Linked DNA regions of Pan troglodytes: region 1 is linked to region 2. Evidence: chromatin contacts called from public Hi-C data. All regions are on one chromosome and are shown on one strand. The core of a region is the stretch at or near the end of the contact, and the rest is flanking DNA. Distances in the headings are between cores, read along the strand shown. Region 1 overlaps LOC104006871 (a long non-coding RNA gene). Region 2 overlaps WDTC1 (WD and tetratricopeptide repeats 1).

Region 1 (5,457 bases), core at 573-3,072, 240 kb before region 2:
ATGTGGTCTGATAGCTTCCAGGATGACAGCTTGTGCTGGGGCCTGGACTTCTCTACTCTGACAGATTCAGACATCTGTCTTAGTTTGTTTTCTGTTGCTTACAACAGAATGCTGAAACTGGGTAATTTCTAAAGGAAATGAATGTATTTTTAAAGTTCTGGAGGCTGGGAAGTCCAAGGTCGAGGGGCCACATCTGGTGGGAGTCTTCTTGCTGGTGGGAGCTCTCTGCAGACTCCTGTGGGAGGGCATGACGTCGCATGGTGAGGGGGTTGAGTGGTGTCCCTCAGTGTCCCTTCCTCTTCTTATAAAGTCCTCAGTCCCACTCCTATAATCACCAATTAACTCATTAATCCATTAACCCATGAGATTAATCCATTCATGAGGGCAGAGCCTTCATGATCCAATCACCTCTTAGAGGTCCTACCTCTCAATATGGCCACACTGGGGATTACATTTCGGCATAGGCTGGGTGCACTGGCTCATGCCTGCAACCCAGCACTTTGAGAGGCCAAGGTGGGCTGATTGCTTGAGCCCAGGAGTTCCAGACCAGTCTGGGCAACATGGTGAAACCCCATCTTGACAAAATATAAAAAAATTAGCCAGGCATGGTGGTATGCACGTGTAGTCCTAGCTACTCCAGGGGCTGAGGTGGGAAGATTGCCTGAGCCCAGGGAGGTTGACGCTGCAGTGAGCCATGACTGTGCCACTGCACTCCAGCCTATGCAACAGAGCAAGGTCCTGTCTCAAATATATATAAGAGCTGGGCGCGGTGGCTCACACCTGTAATCCCAGCACTCTGGGAGGCTGAGGCGGGCGGATCACGAGGTCAGGAGATCGAGACCATCCTGGCTAACACGGTGAAACCCTGTCTCTACTAAATATACAAAAAAAATTAGCCGGGCGTGGTGGCAGGCGCCTGTAGTCCCAGCTCCTCGGGAGGCTGAGGTAGGAGAATGGTGTGAACCCAGGAGGTGGAGCTTGCAGTGAGCCGAGATCGCGCCACTGCACTCCAGCCTGGGCGACAGAGCGAGACTCCATCTCAAAAAAAAAAAAAAAAAAATATATATATATATATACACACACACACACATATGTATATATATACACACATATATGTATATATATACACACATATATGTATATATATATACACACACACATATATAAAAGAAAAAAGTATTTCAACATGAGTTTTGGTGGAGACAAACAGTCCAACCACAACAATATCCCAGAGTTATTCCATCAGGATGGGTCCCTGGGGGTTTTGTAAAGGCAGTATTTCATTTCCTCAGATGTACTGTGAGAAACTGCTGGAATTTCTGGTTTGGGGAAGGCTGAGCCCCTCAGAGGTCTAGATGAGATTTTTTGGTTTCTTCCTTTGCTGGGAAAAACGGATCAGGATGGCCTCGTTTAGACTCTCAGACACTCTGGGATCCTTGGACTTCCCTCAGGAGAAGAAAAGTTGGACCTTCTACCACCAATAGGAAGGGCACTCAGAAATCCTGGTGATATGGCTCTGATGAGTGGAGGAACACCAGGGTCCTTGGTTCTCATGCTGGTTTAGATAAAACGACACAGACACATGTAGAGTTGTTTTAAGGAGTGGAAAGTTTAATAGGCAAGAAGGGAGAAGGCAGAAAGAAGAAGCTCCCCCATACAGAGACAGAGAGAGGAGGGCTCCAAAGCCGAGAGAGGGAACCCCAAGTGGGGTGCAAACCAGCCGGGTATATATACAGAGGCTGGAGGAGGCGGTGTCTGATTTGCATAGGGCTCAGGGGATTGGTTTGACCAGGCCTGTCATTCACTTAGCCCGCAAAAAAGCTGGCCCTCCCACCCTAGCCTTTTAATATGCAAATGCAGGGTGCCAGGATGTTTTACACACGTGGGGATATGTGGGGGCAGCCATGTTGCCAGGAACATGTGGGGCAAGAGCAAGAAGGCTGCAGGAATTGCCATGTTGGGTGGACCCAGTTTCTAATGACCTGCATTTGCATATTAAAGGCTTTTCTGGAGATGCTTTAAAAAACAAAAACTTTCCAAGGACTCCTTTTCCTCTCCATCTGCCTAAAATAATTTCTTAATAACTCCTACAACACTAGTATTCTGAATATCAGAGGAACTGTGGATTTAATTTGGCTGTCATGCTGATGAAGCAGGGTGCACCTGAGAGGGCCAGGAATGTTAGCAGCCGTGTCCTACGGCGTGGGCTCCCTCCCTCCGTTTCCAAAGGGAAACAGGATACAGGAGAAGGTGGAGGGCTCTGCACAGCTGCCTTTGGTGCCTGAAGTCCCACTGAGGCAAATCTGGGCCACACAGCCTCACTCCATTACCGCCTTTACGAGTGATTTCTGGAGATATTCCAAGCCCAGCACATTCTTATCCTCAGGTATTTTAGAGATCTATTCCTAGGGCACAAATCATCCCCAAATTTAGCAGCTTAAAACAATATACATTTGGCCAGGCATGATGGCTCACGCCTGTAATCCCACCACTTTGGGAGGCCAAGGCGGGCGGATCACCTGAGGTCAGGAGTTTGAGATCAGCCTGACCAACATGGAGAAACCCCGTCTCTACTAAAAATACAAAAAATTAGCCGGGTGTGGTGGTGCATGCCTGTAATTCCAGCTATTCGGGAGGCTGGGGCAGGAGAATCATTTGAACCTGGGAGGCGGAGGTTGCAGTGAGCCGAGATTGTGCCCTTGTACGCCAGCCTGGGCAACAAGAGTGAAACGCCGTCTCAACAACAACAACAACAACAACAACAAAAACCCCAAAACCAATATACATTTGTATACATTTATCCTCTCACTGAGCTTCTGAGGGTCAGGAATCCAGGAGCAGCTTAGCTGGGTGGCCCTGACTCAGGGTCTCTCTTGAAGTTGTGGTCAAGATGTCAGCTGGGACTGGGCGTGGTGGCTCACGCCTGTAATCCCAGCACTTTGGGAGGCCGAGGCGGGCAGATCATATGAGGTCAGGAGTTTGAGACCAGCCTGGACAACATGGTGAAACACCGTCTCAACTAAAAATACAAAAATTAGCCAGGCATGGTGGCACGCACCTGTAATTCCAGCTACTCGGGAGGCTGAGGCAGGAGAATTATTTGAACCCAGGAGGCAGAGGTTGCAGTGAGCCAAGATCGCGCCATTACACTCCAGCCTGGGTGACACAGCAAGAGTCCATCTCAAAAAAAAAAAGATGTCAGCTGGGATGACTGAGTCCTGAAGGCCTGACTGGGGCTGGAGGATCTGCTCCCAAGGCAGCTCACATAGTTGGCAAGTTGGTGCTGATTGATGACAGGCGGCCTTGGTTCCTCACGCATGGGCTTCTCCACAGGGCTGCTTGTACATCCTCACAACATGGTGGCTGCCCTCCCCAAGAGGAAGCGTTCCAACATGGCAGGGTTGAAGCCACCAATCTCTTTTATGGCCTAGCCTTGAAAATCACACGCTATCACTCCTGCTGTACTCCCTTGGTCACCCAGGCCAACCCTATTTAATGTGAGAGAAGACCACACAAGGTTGTAACTAGCAGGAGGTAGGGGTTGCTGGGGCCATCTTGGAGGCTGGCTACCTCACCAGCCTTTGGGTTAATCTTCAGGTAAATCTTCAAACTTTATACTTAGTGGTTCCCATGCCTCCGAGAACTATCTAAGAGAACCCATGTATGCCTGAGGTTGCAATTTTTTGAATTTTTGCAATGAGACCTTGGCAGTGCCCTTGAGCAGTAGGATATAAATAACTCTCACATGCTTAGTGTTCCAATAATGGAACACTAGGCATAAATGGGTTTAAGCATCTTCTATCCATGAGGGGCTCTGTGTCTGAAGAAGGATGAGGAAGATGCCCCGTGCAGGCCCCACCAACTTCCCAGTGGCTCACTTCCTGCTTTGCCCCTCACTCACTGGCACTTTCTGTGTTTCAGCAGCCTGTTCTGGCCATAGCAAAAAGGGGTCCTCCAGCGACTGCCACAGCTGTTCCAACAACAGCCTCAGCCTTTGGCATTTCATGGTTTCCTCAGGAAACTGACTAGATGAGCCCATTTCTTAGGGACAGCCCAGTTTAAGACCACAGGGACAACCTTGAACCCACTAACTCTATCCTCATCTCACTCTACCAGCCAGCTACAGTGAAGGTTCTTCTGGAGGCCAGTGACAGAAGCCAACTCAGCCAAAAGTGGAATCCAAGGCCGGGCACGGTGGCTCACGCCTGTAATCCTAGCACTTTGGGAGGCCGAAGTGGGCGTATTACCTGAGCTCAAGAGTTCAAGACCAGCCTGAGCAACACGGCGAAAACCCGTCTCTACTAAAATACAAAAAATTAGCCGGGCGTGGCGGCATGCGCCTGTAGTCCCAGCTGCCTCGCCTGTAGTCCCAGCTACTTGGGAGGCTGAGGCAGAAGTGCTTGAACCCGGGAGGCGGAGCTTGCAGTGAGCCAACATTGCGCTACTGCTCTCCAGCCTGGGCGACAGAGCGAGACTCCACCTCCAAAAAAAAAAAAAGTGGAATCCAGTGGGAGGGTGCCAGAGTGCGTCACAGTACAAAGGGAAATTGAAGAGCCAAGGCCCAGGAAGGGCAGGGACCAGGGCAGTCCTGTGGATGCTAACAGCGGGGGTTCATGGGCTCTCACTGTGGAGCACAGCTAAACTTGGTACCAGAGACTTGTCTCTGCTCCAATTTCCTGGCAGACAGAATCTAATTGGCTCAGCCGTGTCAGGTGCCCATCCCTGGTCCAATCAGCAATGGCGGGGTAGGGGTGGACTCCCAGCCATGATGGCGTAGGGGTGGGGCAGGTCCTAGGGCAGTTAACACAGCTGAGGGCCAAGAAACTCACTAGGAGGATAGCTACTCAAGGAAGAGGTTTGTTCTGTGTAGAAAAAAAGGATCTGAGATATTAGGGAGGTCCAAGAGCCCATGACACCCCCCTCCCTTTTCTAGGATCTTCCTGAGATTCTGAGAACCACTCACTAATTTAAGAACCTTAGCTCTCGGCCGGCCGTGCTGGCTCACGCCTGTAATCCCAGCACTTTGGGAGGCCGAGGTGGGAGGATCACCTGAGGTCAGGAGTTTGAGATCAGCCTGGCCAACGTGGTGAAACTCCGTCTCCACTAAAAATACAAAATTAGCCGGGCGTGGTGGCGCATGCCTGTAGTCCCAGCTACTCGGGAGGCTGAGGCAGGAGAATCGCTTGAACCCGGGAAGCAGAGGTTGCGGTGAGCTGAGACCACGCCATTGCACTCCAGCCTGGGCAACAAGAGCGAAACTCTGTCTCAAAAAACAAAAAGAAAAAAAAAAAAGAAAAAGAAAAAGAACCTTTCCTCTCACCTATTCTTCCCCTGTGAATATCCTTCCCAGATTCTGGCACCCACTTATGGGCTTCAAAGTCACTTAAAATGTGGTTCAAAGACCACTTGTTTTAGAATCACCTGGGAAGTATGTTAAAAATACTTGTTCCAGGCCTG
Region 2 (6,044 bases), core at 2,698-5,197:
GGATTACAGGCATTAACCACTGCACCTGACCTTCTATTTTGTTTGTTTGTTTGTTTTGAGGCAGGGTCTCATTCTGTCACCCAGGCTGGAGTGCAGTGGTACAATCTCAGGTCACTGCAGCCTCGACATCCCAGGCTCAAGTGATTCCCCCACCTCAGCCTCCTGAGTAGCTGGGACCACAGGCACACGCCACCACACCTGGCTAGTTTTTGTATTTCTTGTAAAGACGGGGTTTTGCCATGTTGCCCAAGCTGGTCTCAAACTCCTGGGCTCAAGCAACCATCCTCCTGCCTCAGCCTCCTAAAGTGCTAGGATTACAGGCTACGCCACCATGCCCAGCCAAATGTGATTCTAATTAATGATAGTATTTCAAGCAGGACTTTGGGTAGATCAGATAGCCCACCCTGAATGCTAGAGCTAGGAAGATTTTCCAGCCTGAGGTTTGCTGGAAGTACCTCTTAGGATAGCTTGATGGTTCTATGCTCAACACTCACTGTGTTCCAAGACTCTAGTTCTTGAGAAACCAAGACCTGCTTACTGGTTCAACCACATCCTTACCTCACAGCTTCCATCTCTTTTTTTGCCCCCCTCAACTCTAGGTCTATTTGTTTGACTTGACTTACAAGCAGCGGCCGTACACCTTCCTCTTGCCTAGAAAATGCCACTCCTCGGGGGGTAAGTTCTCCCTTAGGGTATCTCTACTGCAGCGGTGTAGGGGAGCTTAAGTGCATGCTACACCTGCTGAGAAGCCTGCCCTTTACTCTGGACTGTGATCCTCCAAAAATAGCAGATCTCTGAAATAACCCCACCTATGCAGTAAGAAAGAGGATGACAATAGAGCAGAGATCTCTTCAAGAGCTTTGCATCACTGCCCTTTTTGCTTCCCTCTGAAAAGACAGGTTCCTTCCATGGCTTGGCTCTTGAGAACCTGAAGTAGTTCCCCTCTCCTTTGTATCCTGGCCCAGTCTTCTCATTGATTTCTTCCTGGGGCCTACAGTTGATTTAGGCACCTCCTCACTCCATTCCCACCCCAGCCCCAGCCCTAGCCCCAGCCCTAGCCCCAGCCCCAGCCCTAGCCCCAGCCCCAGCCCCAGCCCCAGCTGAGTAATGCCACGGTGAAGTTGTGTCCCTCGCCAGCCAGCAGAGGGCGCACGGGCTTTTCTTTATGTCAGAACTTGCTTTCTGGGAGTGGATCTTACTCTGGGAGAACAGTCCCACGATGGAACCATCAGACCCCGTGATGGAAGCTAGAGGGCTGCCAGGAAGAAATGGGTCCTCTTCCTGAGTTGTTGCTGTCACTTTCTCACTATCTCCTGCCAGAAGTCCAGAATGGCAAGATGTCCACCAACGGTGTGTCCAACGGTGTGTCCAATGGCCTGCACCTTCATAGCAATGGCTTCCGGCTGCCGGAGAGTAGGGGACATGTCAGGTGAGGCCAGCTGGCTTGTCCAGCCCTCCAAGCCCCAGTTACACTATATGGACTGGAGGGAGGGACATAACCTGTAAATCTTCCTCCTGACCCACACCCACTCATGCATCCCAGAGAGTGAGGACCAAGGCAAAGAGCCTTCTTGGAGGGTGCCTAGTGTTTCCAGTGCCCCTCTGCCTGGCAGAACACTAGTCATGGTCAGACTGTAGCTCTAGCCTGTTGGTACCAGTAACTGGGGTCAGGACTCAGGAGCTAGCTGCCTCTTAGCACTGAGCTGTCTCCAAAAAGGGGCTGCATACAAATGGGCCTCCGCATTATATTATTCCCCATCCTATAGCATATCCTTGCCTCTTTTCTCTGCCAGCCTCTGTGCTGGGCTTTGGATACAGAGGCGCTCAAATTCCCTAGCCTTGAGAGAAAGAGTTCTCTAGACAGCGATCCACAGGAGGGACTCGGGTGGTCATAAGATTCAGCTCAGCATGGAGGCAGGTGGTATCAGCTACTACCATGCCCAGGAGTTGAAGTACAGCTTCATTTCTGCCCTTCTTCTTTTCACTGGCTGAGAGTATTTGGAATGGTATTTGGAATGGAATTCCAAATGGTATTCCCTATCACAGTAATAGGTAATATCTCAGACCAGGGTAGTGGTCCCCTCTTCCGGATAGCAGTCAGATCCCAGGGGCCAAGAAAATCTGGGTGGCCCTCAGGCCATGTTACAGACTCCCTGAGGGGCTGCTCTGACCTTCTTTGACTGTTCTGACTTGGCTCTATTTCCCCTGCAGCCCCCAAGTAGAGCTACCACCATACCTGGAGCGTGTGAAACAGCAAGCCAATGAGGCTTTTGCCTGCCAGCAGTGGACCCAAGCCATTCAGCTTTACAGCAAGGCTGTGCAGAGGGCCCCTCACAATGCCATGCTTTATGGAAACCGAGCAGCAGCCTACATGAAGCGCAAGTGGTGAGTGGCCACTGCAGAGGGGATCTGGGTCAGGATGAGGGAGAAAGCAGCTGGACCAAAAGGCAGGGGCCTGATGGAGCCAAGTTGCCAAGGCATCCAGGGAAAGTGGCAAGAACATATTGCTGCCTCTTAGGGCTTCTTGGCCTCTCCTTCCCACCTCCAGGCTAATGGTGGGCAGGCATCTGACCCATTAATCAGGAAGTCTCAAGCACTAAGGAAGCTCACAGTTACGTGGAACATGTTCAAAACTAGTTTCTACATGGCATATTATTATAAAGTGCTGTGGCCCCTGGGGAAGTATGAGTTGAGGACTGTTAGTCCCAACTGTTGGAGAATTGGACTTTGAAGAGCAGTGGAATCTTGCTAAGTGGAAATGAGGGGTTTGGTGAATTCAGTTGGTATGTGTCTAAAATATTCTGCAGTCCCTTGCCCCTCTAAGGCTTGCTTTCTGTGTTCTTAGACCCTTTGGACTGAGTACAAACCATATCCCAGAGATCCAAAGCTGGCTATGGGTCACGCTAGGGTATGGTGGCTGGTAATAAAGAAGTAGACCATATCTGAAAGAACTCCTCATCTTTGGAGACCATCAGGGCCCCCAGCCCTACTGCCTGCAGCACCAGCAGGCAAGCAGACATGCAGACCCCGCCCCCCCATCCCCCAGCCAGGGCCAGGACTAGAGATGGATAGAGCTGGGCCCACAGCCATTTCTGCTCCGTCTGGCATCCGTCGGCTCTGCCCAGACAGACAGGCCAGCTGGTGTGCCATCGTCTGGCTGCAACTCGGCAGGCCAGAGAGGGAAACTTAAGAAACCCACCCAAGTCAGCAGGATGGTAATGCTAGGTGGGGGTGGGGAAGATGCTGTCCCCCGGCCTTAGCTAAGGCATCAGGAGTTGGCCAAGGGCTCAGGTGGTAGCCAAACCCAGGAGATGACTGTTTTGGGTGAATCGTGAGTTGATTCACCTCTCTGTCCAACAAACAGTTGGGTAGAACTCAGTGGTCCTCATCCAGGCTGTAGGCTAAGAGCTCAGCTTCACTCCTGCATTCTTGCTAAGAGAGGTTGGTGATTTCCTAATCCATATGTGCCCTCAGCATGTTCTCTGAGCTCCTACTATGTGCTAGGTACTAGGAACACAAAGTTCTATCACTCTGAGTTCCTGTGCTCCAGAGGAGCCTCTCCAGACAGTGGGTAAAGTGGTGGACATAGTTCAGCATTAAAGAGATAGGAAGCAGTGAGTCTTGTGAATGGTCAGGTAAAGGGCTGTGGGCATCAAGAAAAGTTGGGTCGCTTTAGCTGGGGAGCAGGGAAGCATCAGAAAGACATGGCGTCTGAATGGGCTTTAAGTGTAGGCAGGCTTAGACAGGAGATGAAGGAGAGGAGGGGCCTGTGGGGGAAGGACATTCCAGGGAGATGAAATGGTGTGAACAAAGGCGTGGGGGTGGGGGACTGACTGAAGAGCTTGTTTGCAGAACAGCAAATCCATTTGGCTGGAGCAGAGGGTTCGGAAAGGGACTGGCAGGAGATGAGTCTGTGAGGTAGCCTGGGGCCGGCCTAGGGAGAGCTTGGAATGCAGAGCGGTGACGTTGGCCTCGATTCAGTGCATGATGGGCAGCTACTGGAGAGTTCTGAGCAGGAGAGGGATGTGCCGAGGGCTGTCCTTTCAGGGAGATTGATCTGGCAGTGAGTCTAGGAAGGGTGAGCCCTGGGGCCAGCCTGCTCTCTACCCCCATCCCCACATGCCTGCCAGTGACCCCTAGAATGTCACATTCTGTCCTGGGCCAGTCTCCCCAGGGCTGCCATCTGCTCCTGGATGCAGTGGGAGCTGTCACCCTCTGGCTCCTGGCTGGTCTCTGGTCTGGCTCTCCCCAGGAGCTCAGAGGGGCACCTTGCAGGCAGTAATTGGGTTTCCAAACAGTGCCTGCTCCTTCGTCACAGCCACTCATCCTGACGCAGGCCACACCATTGAAGCAGCTCTGTTTCCTGCCTGCCCCCACATGGGCTGAGCTGCTGGTTCCTGGTCTGAGCGTGGCTGCTCCGAGGACTGGGTGCTCCCTCTTAGTGCTGCAGAAGGAGGCTCAGGAAGAACCTTCCCATGTCAGGCCTGCCTTAGCCATGCCGGATTGTTGTGAGCTGTGCCCTTGGAGAAGGGGCCATTAACTCTAAGGGGTGCCTCTTACTGCTGCTTGGCACAGTTGGGTCCTAGGCCTACTCCAGCCCAGCTGAAAAAAAAAAAAAATGGCTTCTGAAGAAGCAGTTCCTGTGGCCTGTCTGGCTCTCCAGACAAGAGGCAAGGACAGGTCTGTGGGTGCTGGGGGAGTATGCTTCCTATATTCTGGCACAGGGTGGGAAAAGGAGGGGCTTCTCTGACCTCCTTTCACTTCCTCTTTCCCCGCTTCCCCATCAAAAGCACTCCCACTTCCCTTCATCCATGCTTCAGGAGGTTGGAGAAGTGAGTGGGGACGATTTGGAGCTCCTGGTGTGCACAACCCCCCTTACCATCAGCTTCCAGAGAGCTGACTCTGCCAGACTGTCAGGCCCCATCCTCCAGCCCCAGGAGGTAGAGGCCACAGCTGCTGTGGATCAGTCAGCCAGGACGGGGGGGGGTCTGGCTGAGGGCTTGCTGCCTGCTGGTCAGACCCTACGTCCCCAGCCTGACACTTCTGGCTTCCCCAGACCACAGAACTGTCCTTGAGGGCCCCCTGCCTTGGATGTGGCTTTGAAGGCCAGCCGGGGGTGATTTGAGAAGGTGGATGGGGGAAGAGAGAAGGAGGGCTTGGGGAGCCTGTGGTGGGCAAGATGCCAGGCCTTCTGCTGCAGAGCTGCGGGTGCCTGGGGTGAGCCAGTGTGCAGTTGCACTCTGTGCCCAGCAGAGGGCAGCCTGACACCAGCTTTTGCCACCCTCAAGACCTCAGGGTTTCCTGGCTTGCTCCTTAACCATACTCTGTCTCCTGATGGGGGAGGCCTGGGCTGAGCCAGGATTCTCTTCGTCCTCAAGTCCCCTTGCCATGAGATCTGTCAGTGGTGGGCTGGGGTGGCCACAGGAAGCAGAGGAGACTGAATGGGGACCCCTTGCTTGCCACGTGGCTCCACCTCCAAGCCACTCTTCCCTGCCTTCCCAGGGATGGTGACCACTATGATGCCCTGAGGGACTGCCTCAAGGCCATCTCCCTAAACCCATGCCACCTGAAGGCACACTTTCGCCTGGCCCGCTGCCTCTTTGAGCTCAAGTATGTGGCTGAAGCCCTGGAGTGCCTGGACGACTTCAAAGGGAAATTTCCGGAGCAGGCCCACAGCAGCGCTTGTGATGCATTGGGCCGCGACATCACAGCTGCCCTCTTCTCTAAAAATGATGGTGGTGAGTGGGCACTGAGGAGGGGGTGCTGTTACTCTTTCTCTTTGAGATGCTGCATGACATTCTGGAGAGGTCATGGTTCTGGGATTGGAGAGGCCTGGGTTCAGATGTTGATTCAGAAACCATGCAACTTTGGGGCAGTTACTTGGTCTCTCTCTCAGAGTGTTTCCTGGTCTGAAAAGGAGGCATGCCAGCACCTCCCACTGAGCGTTTCTATTGAGGATCAGCATGTTTAAATGGCATGTTTAAAGCACCTGGGGGAGTGCCTGGTGCCCAGGATAGGAGGAAGCTGAGCTCAGTCAGGCTCCC

The links. Hi-C and Micro-C count contacts between places; a contact is called where the count stands out from the background.
Region 1: a Hi-C map of induced pluripotent stem cells shows a contact between it and region 2, with 2.8 times the contacts expected there. The contact joins two enhancer-like sites. A contact is called at or near these places in 3 of 7 Hi-C or Micro-C datasets (induced pluripotent stem cells and stem cell-derived neural progenitor cells).

Annotation. Positions count from the first base shown.
Region 1 is chr1:203,928,501-203,933,957 of NHGRI_mPanTro3-v2.0_pri, reverse strand. It overlaps LOC104006871 (a long non-coding RNA gene), which reads left to right. Exons shown (of 3, transcript XR_008538500.2): 3 at 4,117-5,457. Among named protein-coding and RNA genes, the nearest start is that of TENT5B, 38 kb to the left of the region's middle. Within about 2 kb of position 1,822, at least 2 of the 24 cell types and tissues checked have an H3K27ac peak or open chromatin away from gene starts, as enhancers often do. A contact at or near this core is called in induced pluripotent stem cells and stem cell-derived neural progenitor cells, where this site is marked.
Region 2 is chr1:203,689,909-203,695,952 of NHGRI_mPanTro3-v2.0_pri, reverse strand. It overlaps WDTC1 (WD and tetratricopeptide repeats 1), which reads left to right. Exons shown (of 16, transcript XM_024357242.3): 10 at 600-675; 11 at 1,324-1,429; 12 at 2,212-2,385; 13 at 5,503-5,738. Among named protein-coding and RNA genes, the nearest start is that of TMEM222, 23 kb to the right of the region's middle. Within about 2 kb of position 3,947, at least 15 of the 24 cell types and tissues checked have an H3K27ac peak or open chromatin away from gene starts, as enhancers often do. A contact at or near this core is called in induced pluripotent stem cells and stem cell-derived neural progenitor cells, where this site is marked.